Regions from separate parts of the Mus musculus genome. Here region 2 is linked to region 1. The links are chromatin contacts, called in public Hi-C maps. All regions are on one chromosome and are shown on one strand. Each heading gives the region's core, a stretch centred on a gene start, on an enhancer-like site or on the middle of the called end of the contact. The rest is flanking DNA. Distances are from core to core; before and after follow the strand shown.

Evidence for each region. Hi-C and Micro-C count contacts between places; a contact is called where the count stands out from the background.
Region 2: a Hi-C map of cortical neurons shows a contact between it and region 1, with 4 times the contacts expected there. The contact joins two enhancer-like sites. A contact is called at or near these places in 2 of 484 Hi-C or Micro-C datasets (cerebral cortex and cortical neurons).

What each region holds. Positions count from the first base shown.
Region 1 is chr2:142,332,002-142,336,185 of GRCm38.p6, reverse strand. All of the region lies in intron 16 of Macrod2 (mono-ADP ribosylhydrolase 2), which reads right to left. Among named protein-coding and RNA genes, the nearest start is that of Kif16b, 570 kb to the left of the region's middle. Within about 2 kb of position 1,250, at least 73 of the 459 cell types and tissues checked have an H3K27ac peak or open chromatin away from gene starts, as enhancers often do. A contact at or near this core is called in cortical neurons, where this site is marked.
Region 2 is chr2:143,092,499-143,096,337 of GRCm38.p6, reverse strand. No RefSeq gene overlaps it. Among named protein-coding and RNA genes, the nearest start is that of Otor, 16 kb to the right of the region's middle. Within about 2 kb of position 2,372, at least 14 of the 459 cell types and tissues checked have an H3K27ac peak or open chromatin away from gene starts, as enhancers often do. A contact at or near this core is called in cortical neurons, where this site is marked.

The DNA of each region.
Region 1 (4,184 bases), core at 1-2,500:
TTTTAAAAGGGGACTTACTCTGTTCTGACTGTAGTGTCCTCTGCAGCTGCGGTGTATGTGTCTGGCCAATCTTCAGAATTGGTATATCTCTAGATCCCTGCATTGTCACTCAAAGAGGAACTGATTAGTGTACCCAGGACAACAAAAGGCCTTCTAATCAAGCATTGCAGCTCATTCCTCTTATGGCAGTTTACAAAGGAAAGTCTCTTCTCCCAAGTCTTGGTAATGGGCAACCGAATGAGGGAAGCCTGCTTGTCTTGTGACCCTTCAGACCTGACACCCGAGTTCCAGCCTCCTTCTGGAAGGCATGGGGGATACACATTACCTCTCCTAGTGAGGCTGGGCTTCTCCAGCATTCCATGCGCAGCATGAGTGTCACAGACTTAGGCTCTGTTTCACTTCATTTTAATGAGAACAGAGTTTAATTTAAGTTTCAAACGCTTGCTTTCTCCCATAGATGGGAGCAAAAAGGGCTAAGGCTATGGGATCAACACTGCAATACATATGGCTATTCACAATTCAAGGGTCACCGCCACTCAAAGGTAGGGTGCAAATCTGAATTGCAGCTAATTAATTTAGCCTTCATTATCAACCGTTCTGAACCACAAAGGAAGCTCACCAGCTATTTTCCAATGACTAAGGGATTAAAAAAAAAGCTGAGTGAAATGTCTAAGAGACTTAGCAAACAAACTGTTGGCCATTTGGGGGTATCTTAAGGCTCCCCAAAATGCACCCCATGATTGAAATCAATTAAAAGGAGCCAAAGGCTGACCTGCTGAAGACAAAGAGCTTAAATATCCCACCTACCCAATAAAGGTCCGAAAGATCCCAAAGCCCTGGAGGGAGGCCTCATGAATACTCTTGAGAATTTTTAAATGCCTGCCCCGAAGAAAGAGGGATGTGAGGAAGAGAGAGGTCTCTGCTTCTAAATAATAGTGGCTCTCCTGTGGTTAGGCACAGCCTGTAGGATTTGCGTTTCAAGTTCTTTATTGAAATTGCTCAGGTCTTTTAACAGATCTCCTGTGAGGACTCAAAAGCCTTAAGCTAATTACGCTTGGCTGAGATATGCTTGATGAGATGGGAAAAACAGAGAGCTTTTGAAAGGGTGAAAAATCTCTATCCATCTGCTGGTGGTCTTACGGAAAGAATAATAGAAGAGAGGTGGAGGGCAGCCAGCCAGGGTAGGGAGGCAGAGGACTCCTTTAATTACAGGGTCAATGAGACCATTACCGCTTGGAATGCTGGGAAAGGCCAGCCAGACAAGCTCTGGGAGCTGGGTAGCAGCAGCAGGAGCAGCAGTGCTTAGCTGAATGAGCCCAGCAGAAGACGGGAGCCACAAAGAGGATGGATTTGGAAGGAAGAGAATTTGGTGGGCTTGGAGGAGAAACTCACTTTAAATGAGAAAGGGTAGGTGGTCTGGAGAAAGGAGGAAGGCTCTCAAGTTTCACAACAAAGCTCATCCCCCGCCCCCGCCCCCCTTCCTCCCTGGTTATCTTTGGTCCTGAAAGGCAGCTGCAGATGGAGCCCCAGTGACGTGGTTCTTTCTCTCTGGTGACAGTGAGACAGTTGCTTCTGTTATCCTTGGCAGTGCAGATGAACAGCCTGCATTTGGCTTTCAAATCAATGCCCCAGGTGTTGACTCAATATGGAGAACAGCTTATGTGTGTCTCTCTAAGTTCACTTCGGCTTTTGAGTTCTGTTTTTTTTCTTTTTTTTTCTTTTTCTTTTTAAAAATAACTAATCCCCTCAAATTCAGCCGAGAAAAATGCTTGAGTTTGGAAGACAAACTGACTCAAAGAGAACGGCTTAGATAGAAACCTATTTTACTTTGAATAGGCTAGCTCTTGAAAGTTGAACACCATATGTCGCCAATTCTAATTTATTTATTTATTTTAAAACGCTTGTAAATGTAACACCACTTTTGTTCTCCTGACTCTCGTTTCCTTCTATGTATGAACACGAGCAGAACTACCAGAATAATGTGGATTCAGCCCATTTTTGTCCTCCATTGCTTATTTTCTGCTCAATGAGGCCAGAGAAGAAGAGCTTTGGTGTCGCCAGATTTTGAGACTACACAATTCACATGTGTGTGTGGAGCATGTTATAAACAGTGTTCTTCTCCTATGTCTTCACTGGGTATTATGGTATGGCCTGTATATGCAAGAAAAGCTTGGGAGCGACTGACCTTGCATTGTTCTGTAGTCTTTTACTCATGCTTAAGTCCTGATGAGAGGGGCAATACCTGGAGGAAAGAGTCTTTTATTGGCTCTCTGCTCATGGATCAGACTGTAAACTGTTTCTCAGTTACATGAAAGGAATGGACTCAGGAAAAAGAATTCCCCGTCAGATCCAGAATGGGTAAAGGTATCACACCCACTTCCTATCTCCTCAGATTAATTTTTTTTTTTTGTCCAAAAGTTGGGATTTTTTTTTTTTTTTGATCCAATTTTCCTCCTCCCAGAATAGAATGAAAAACTGTCTTGTAGCAGAGTGGAGATAACCTGGGGCCCAATTCCTCTGCCACTCAAAGACAAGACTGATTGGCCCTTTGATGGCTAAATGTACACATGTTGTAGCCTTTGTCTTGTGGATTTTTCTGAAATTATAAGATGCCCCTGGCATTGGGTGAGTCAGGTCTGGAAATTAGACTTCATTTTTTTTTTTTTTTCTGTATGGGTTCTTTGCCTTTTAGTTTCTTTAAGATACAGGGGAGCTAAGTGGTAGATTTATGGACCTAACTAAACACTCACTTTTGGCCCTACCTCTAGGTCCTGGGAGTCCACAGTGATGTGAAATGAGCGTTTCCATCCGTAGTGCCTTGTGTGAGTTAGCTGGTTTGAAGGATGCACCAAGGCTTTTCTAATTCTATAGGTGTTGTTCTCCTACCACCACCACCACCACCAGCAGAAGCAGCAGCAGCAGCAGCAGCGGCAGCAGGATTTTGCTATAAACACACAACTCTTGATGGGCCTCCGTTTTCAGACCTATTAACTCAGAAACTGGAGGATTAAGTCCCAGCTTGCTCATGCTTAATGCTTCAGGTGATCTGGCTCAACTCAGTTGGAAGCTGTGCTCCTTAATGTGGGAAATGGAATGACTGTTGCCAGGCAAGTATGGACTATGAGCCCCATGCCTCAACGTTTCTCATTTCCTGCTTTTACTGTCTTATCTTTAGGGTTTGGAAATATAATTTGCCAGATATAAATTTGGAAATGTATACAAGGTTTACATGGTCTAAGACTTAGTGACATCTTAATGGCCCCACAAACCATGATTACAGAAGGAATCTACTTGGGGCAGAGATTAGGGATTTGAATATCTAGTGAGTTCCCAGACACTGTTGATGTTATGTGTTGCTGATTCCAGAGTCACATGTTGGGAACTACCATTGATGGATCAGTTTCTCCATCTTTGACTTCTTGTATGTCTATCCTTCTGTTGTGTTTCCTACCTTACGCTGGGTGTCTTGAACAAATGAAAGCTGGATCCATATGTGTGTGTGTGTGTGTGTGTGTGTGTGTGTGTGTGTGTGTGTAATACTGTTGGAAGTGCAGCTGGAATGACAGAGGGGGCTTCTTTGTGATTCACCCCTCCATCCATCTTGGCTTTATTCAAAAGCTCACCCACCAAACAAGATATGAACGGAGAGAGAGAATAAATGGGTATGTTTCCTTTAGTGGTTGTTCTAGGTTTTGATGAAATGTAAGAGTAGCAGCGATAATTTAAAACATGGACAAGACCACCAATTTTCTCATGAGATAGTGGTGTCTTAAGAGTTGATGCCAAAGCCACCAAGACCTATAGCATTGGAACCCTGGAGGCAGTGCCTAGGAACCTGCACTGCAACTAGTACTCTTTTTGCACTTCTACATTTGAGAGCCACACTGATGGAATATGCTAGCTCTACCTGTTGCTATTATAGCATTAATGAGTGAGAGAGTTAGGAAGGCCACCTCTCCTGCTCCTGTTTTGTATTATTAGAAAGGTAGCAAGGGACACATTACAAAGTTTAGTAAGTATAAGTTAGTATGTTCTCCATTTCTAAGACCATCGGATTGATGCATTATTATTTATCATCAACCAAAACGATCCTGGTCCTTTCTGTATTTTGGTATTTTTCACTTTTTCTGAAGTCTCTCTAATGGCTTTCCTCTTTCTCTTCGTTCTTGTCCTCTTCCTCTCTC
Region 2 (3,839 bases), core at 1,123-3,622, 760 kb before region 1:
AGTAGCCCTGGATTGAGAGATGGAGGCTTTTGCGTGTTTGCCTAATGGTCAAGGTGCTACTTTACAACCCACTGGATTCTTTCACCCTATGGATTCTTTCACCCTATGGATGTCTTCTTTATCTGCCCTCCCTCCCTCCCCCAAGTCTCGGGACAGGAGAAGTTGGTAAATGTAGGACACACAGAGCCCTAACCCAACTTCCAACTTTTAAAATGCTCTACAGTTTCACAGCCCCTGTCTCTCAGGGTTCATTCTGGAAAACAAAACAACGTTGCATGAGGACATGAGACGTTAATTTGTTAAAATTTAAATTCAACAGCAAGTTTAAAATATCATGCAAGCTTAATTCAAGCTACGAACAGTACCAATCTAGAGCAAAGCTTGAGTAGGTTTTATTCAGCTTTTATCCTATATGCTTTGAGTATACAAAAAAGCAGCACATTTCAAAATAGGCATTAGGTCTCCCCTCCTCTCCCTCCCCCTCTCCCTCTAGCCCTCCCCCTCTCCCTCTCTCCCTCCCACTCTCCCCCTCCTTCTCTCCTCCCCCTTCTCTCTCTCTCCCTTTTCCTCTTCTGCTCCCTCTCCCAGTCCCTGAAAGTATCCTTCTGTGTAGTTCAAGCTGTATCAAAGTCAAAATCCTCCTGCCTCAACTTCCTTAGTGATAAGACTACAGGTGTATTACCATGCCCAGCTACATATCTCTTGAATCTGCGCTTCTCATATATGAAAATTGGTTGATACACTTCTTCCTTTCCCAGAACTGAAGCCTGTGCTGCAGTGTATATTGCACAGTTTATACTAATATTTAACAATTGCTCTCTCTAAGCAAAAAAGCAGTGTCAACATTGAACCAGTGTGCAATGTTTAAATTTTAATTGTGTCCACAAATGCACAAAGACCCTCTAAATATAATGATGTGCGTAGGAAGATCTTCAGAGAAAGGTTAGACAGGATGACGATAGCAGAGAAAGTGGTATAAAGGAAAACAGAAAGACAAGCCCGGAAGAGACAGCTGGTGTTATTGAAGTCGACAATGCACACATTACAGAGGGGCAAGGAAGTGCTATTTTTATTTGAAAAGTAAGAAGACATTGTAATCATCTTCAGGAAGAAGTCGTAAAGCAAAGAGGGCATGATAGCTGTTTGAAAGGCAATTAGGCTATCTCTTGGAGGAGATGGGAAATAGATTCCAGAAGAAATGCAAGGAACCCTTTTGACCCCATCATGTGTCAGTACTTCACCAGCCCGGAGCCCCCGTGGAGCTGATGTGTTAGAGATGGCTCTGGGAGAGATGTCAAACCAGGAGAAAAGCAGCAAGGGGTGAGGTGTTGGGAACAATAGAGAAAAGGGTTCGTGGGTGCTCTTCCATATGTTGCTGATGGCAGGTGGCAGTTCTGTCTGGGTTGCAAGCTGTGTATATGATAAGCGTGCGACAGTGAATCTGCAGAATCCTATTTTTCATGTTTTGGCTCTACCTAATGACTCGTTACAAAAAAAAAAGGACTTACAAAACATACCTACCTGGATAATTGGTTAGGCCTGCCTGGTATTTGTCATTCTTTCCAAATTCACCAACTGATTATTCATGTCACCTTTTAGTGTAGGTTACTTTCAACTCGGTGCTGCTCACACAGGGGTTCAGAGTACCCACTGATGGGGTGCTGTCTTTAGCACCATCAACCATAGAGGTTTAGCAGCATCCCTGGCTCTTGCTCCTGAATGTTAGTAGTCTCCTCCAGCCACGCCTGAAAGTTTCCAAATGCTACTGGCCGTAATGAGTCAGAATAACTTTTGGTTAAGAACTATGTTGTTCCCTGAAGTAGAAAATAAAGGGATGGTTTTCACTAGCCATATTCCAGCAGAATGTCATGAGCACGCTTACAGACCGTCACAAAGCTGGTCATCTGGCTTCAGATCTCAGCCTCCCACCCCTGCTTTATGGCTCAAATGACAAATGTTGTCTTTTGGAGCCACCCCGCAGAGCCATCCAAGACACCAGGAGCCGTGTTAATTGTTCTCCAGACAAGCTACCACTCTGAGCGCAAGGTGTTATTGCTGCTTTCTAGAAATGAATTAAACCAACTCAAACAAATTATAAACTCTGCAGGGCTCCATATCAAAAGGAAACAGGCAAGATGGGTTTGAAAGAGAACCATCCGCTTTCCCCTAACATGCGGATTTTCAAATCTGTCAAATTTATTTTTAAGGTCTGCAGCAAAGGCATATTAATACCTCTTATCTGTGCCAGGTGTCAGGCAGATTTAAATATCATGCCTTGATGGGAAGAGACGAAATGGAGGCTCCATGAGTAACTAGTCTGGATGCTTCCATGACAACCGTACCTGGTTTCCTTTGGAAATGTAGCCCTGTGTGCTGGATCCAGACCAACCACTGGAGGTCACCCTAGCCCTATCGTAAAGTTTCACGGTGTACAGAAGTACATCACTGAGAGAATCCTAGGCTAGATTAGCTGCAGAAGCTCCAGGGGGTGCAACAGGACTTCCTGAATATTCTGAGATCCTGTGAGGGTGAGGACAAACAAAGTGAAAGTTGGCCCCTTGCGAAGGCAGCTGCAGCAGATGAGGTCAGTGTGGTGGGCAGACGCCTCTATTTATGAGCTTCTGGGGTTCTACTGTTTGTTTCCAATCTCTAGCAATCACAACCTACTGGAACCATCTTTGCCAAACTGCAGAACTTCGTGGTAATGATGCTTACCTACTAAAATCCTTAGCCAATGACTTGTCTATCACCGTAACACAATACTAGAGGTTGGGTTCTTTATGAAGAACAGTTACTTAGCTCACTGTTTCAAAGGTAGAACGTTCATGTTGTCTGGTGAAGACTTTTCTTGCCCTGTAGTGACTTGGTAAAAGGGGATGAGGCAAAACAGAATAAGCACTTGCTGCAGAGTCTGCTTCCTCAACAAAGCCACTCCTGAGCCAATCCATTAATGAGCTAAGCCCTCACAGCTCCATGATCTCTCAAATGCAAACATCGTAACTATCCTTACCATAAGATCGTGTGCATTAAGTTTCCAATACATGAAATCAGGAAATTTGTTCAGACCATACCAAAGAATATGCCAAAGAGTATACAGAGACAGCCTAGCTTCCTTGCCTTGGAGATGAGTGGCTCTGTGGTGATTTAGCATACAGGAGCATAGCTCAAGTCCTCTCTGGGGTCAGGCCAGAGCCAGCCACCAAGACTTTACCTGAGGTGGCATTCTGGCTGAGTTCCTTCCTTTTCCTGTCCTTCTGCTCCATACTATCCACTTCCCCTGAGAGCTATTCTTTGATAAATCACTAAGCATAAGTCTCCACCTTTGGGTCTACTTCTGAGCAAGCTAACCCAATACATCAGTGTATCATCAGTGCTCACGCATGTTGATTCTGGTCATCACCCTAGCTGCTGTATGTGGCACTGAGATTTGTAAGTCCATCCTTTCATAGTGGCCCATAATTCCTGTGGCATTTTTCTACAGGATTGGTAAACATCTACTGCTGCATCCCAGCAGGTCCAACTGATGCCTCTTCTGTCTATTGTCCAAACAGCATGGAAGGCCATTCTTGTGGCTACCTTGTGGATTCTTCATTCTTCTGCCCTTCTCCACCTCTTTTGCCCTTTCAACCCCCTAACACTAGATAGAAGAGAAAAAAGGACAGAGGGAAAAAGTGGGGTAACATTATCGTTATGCTGCTTCCAGCTGATTTATGAGCATCAAGTTTCTTGGGGCAAGTTTGACCTTCACTGTATACCTAATTTTTATTATTATTATTATTATTATTATTATTATTATTATTATTATTATTACTATTATTATTATTTTGTGCATGACTACT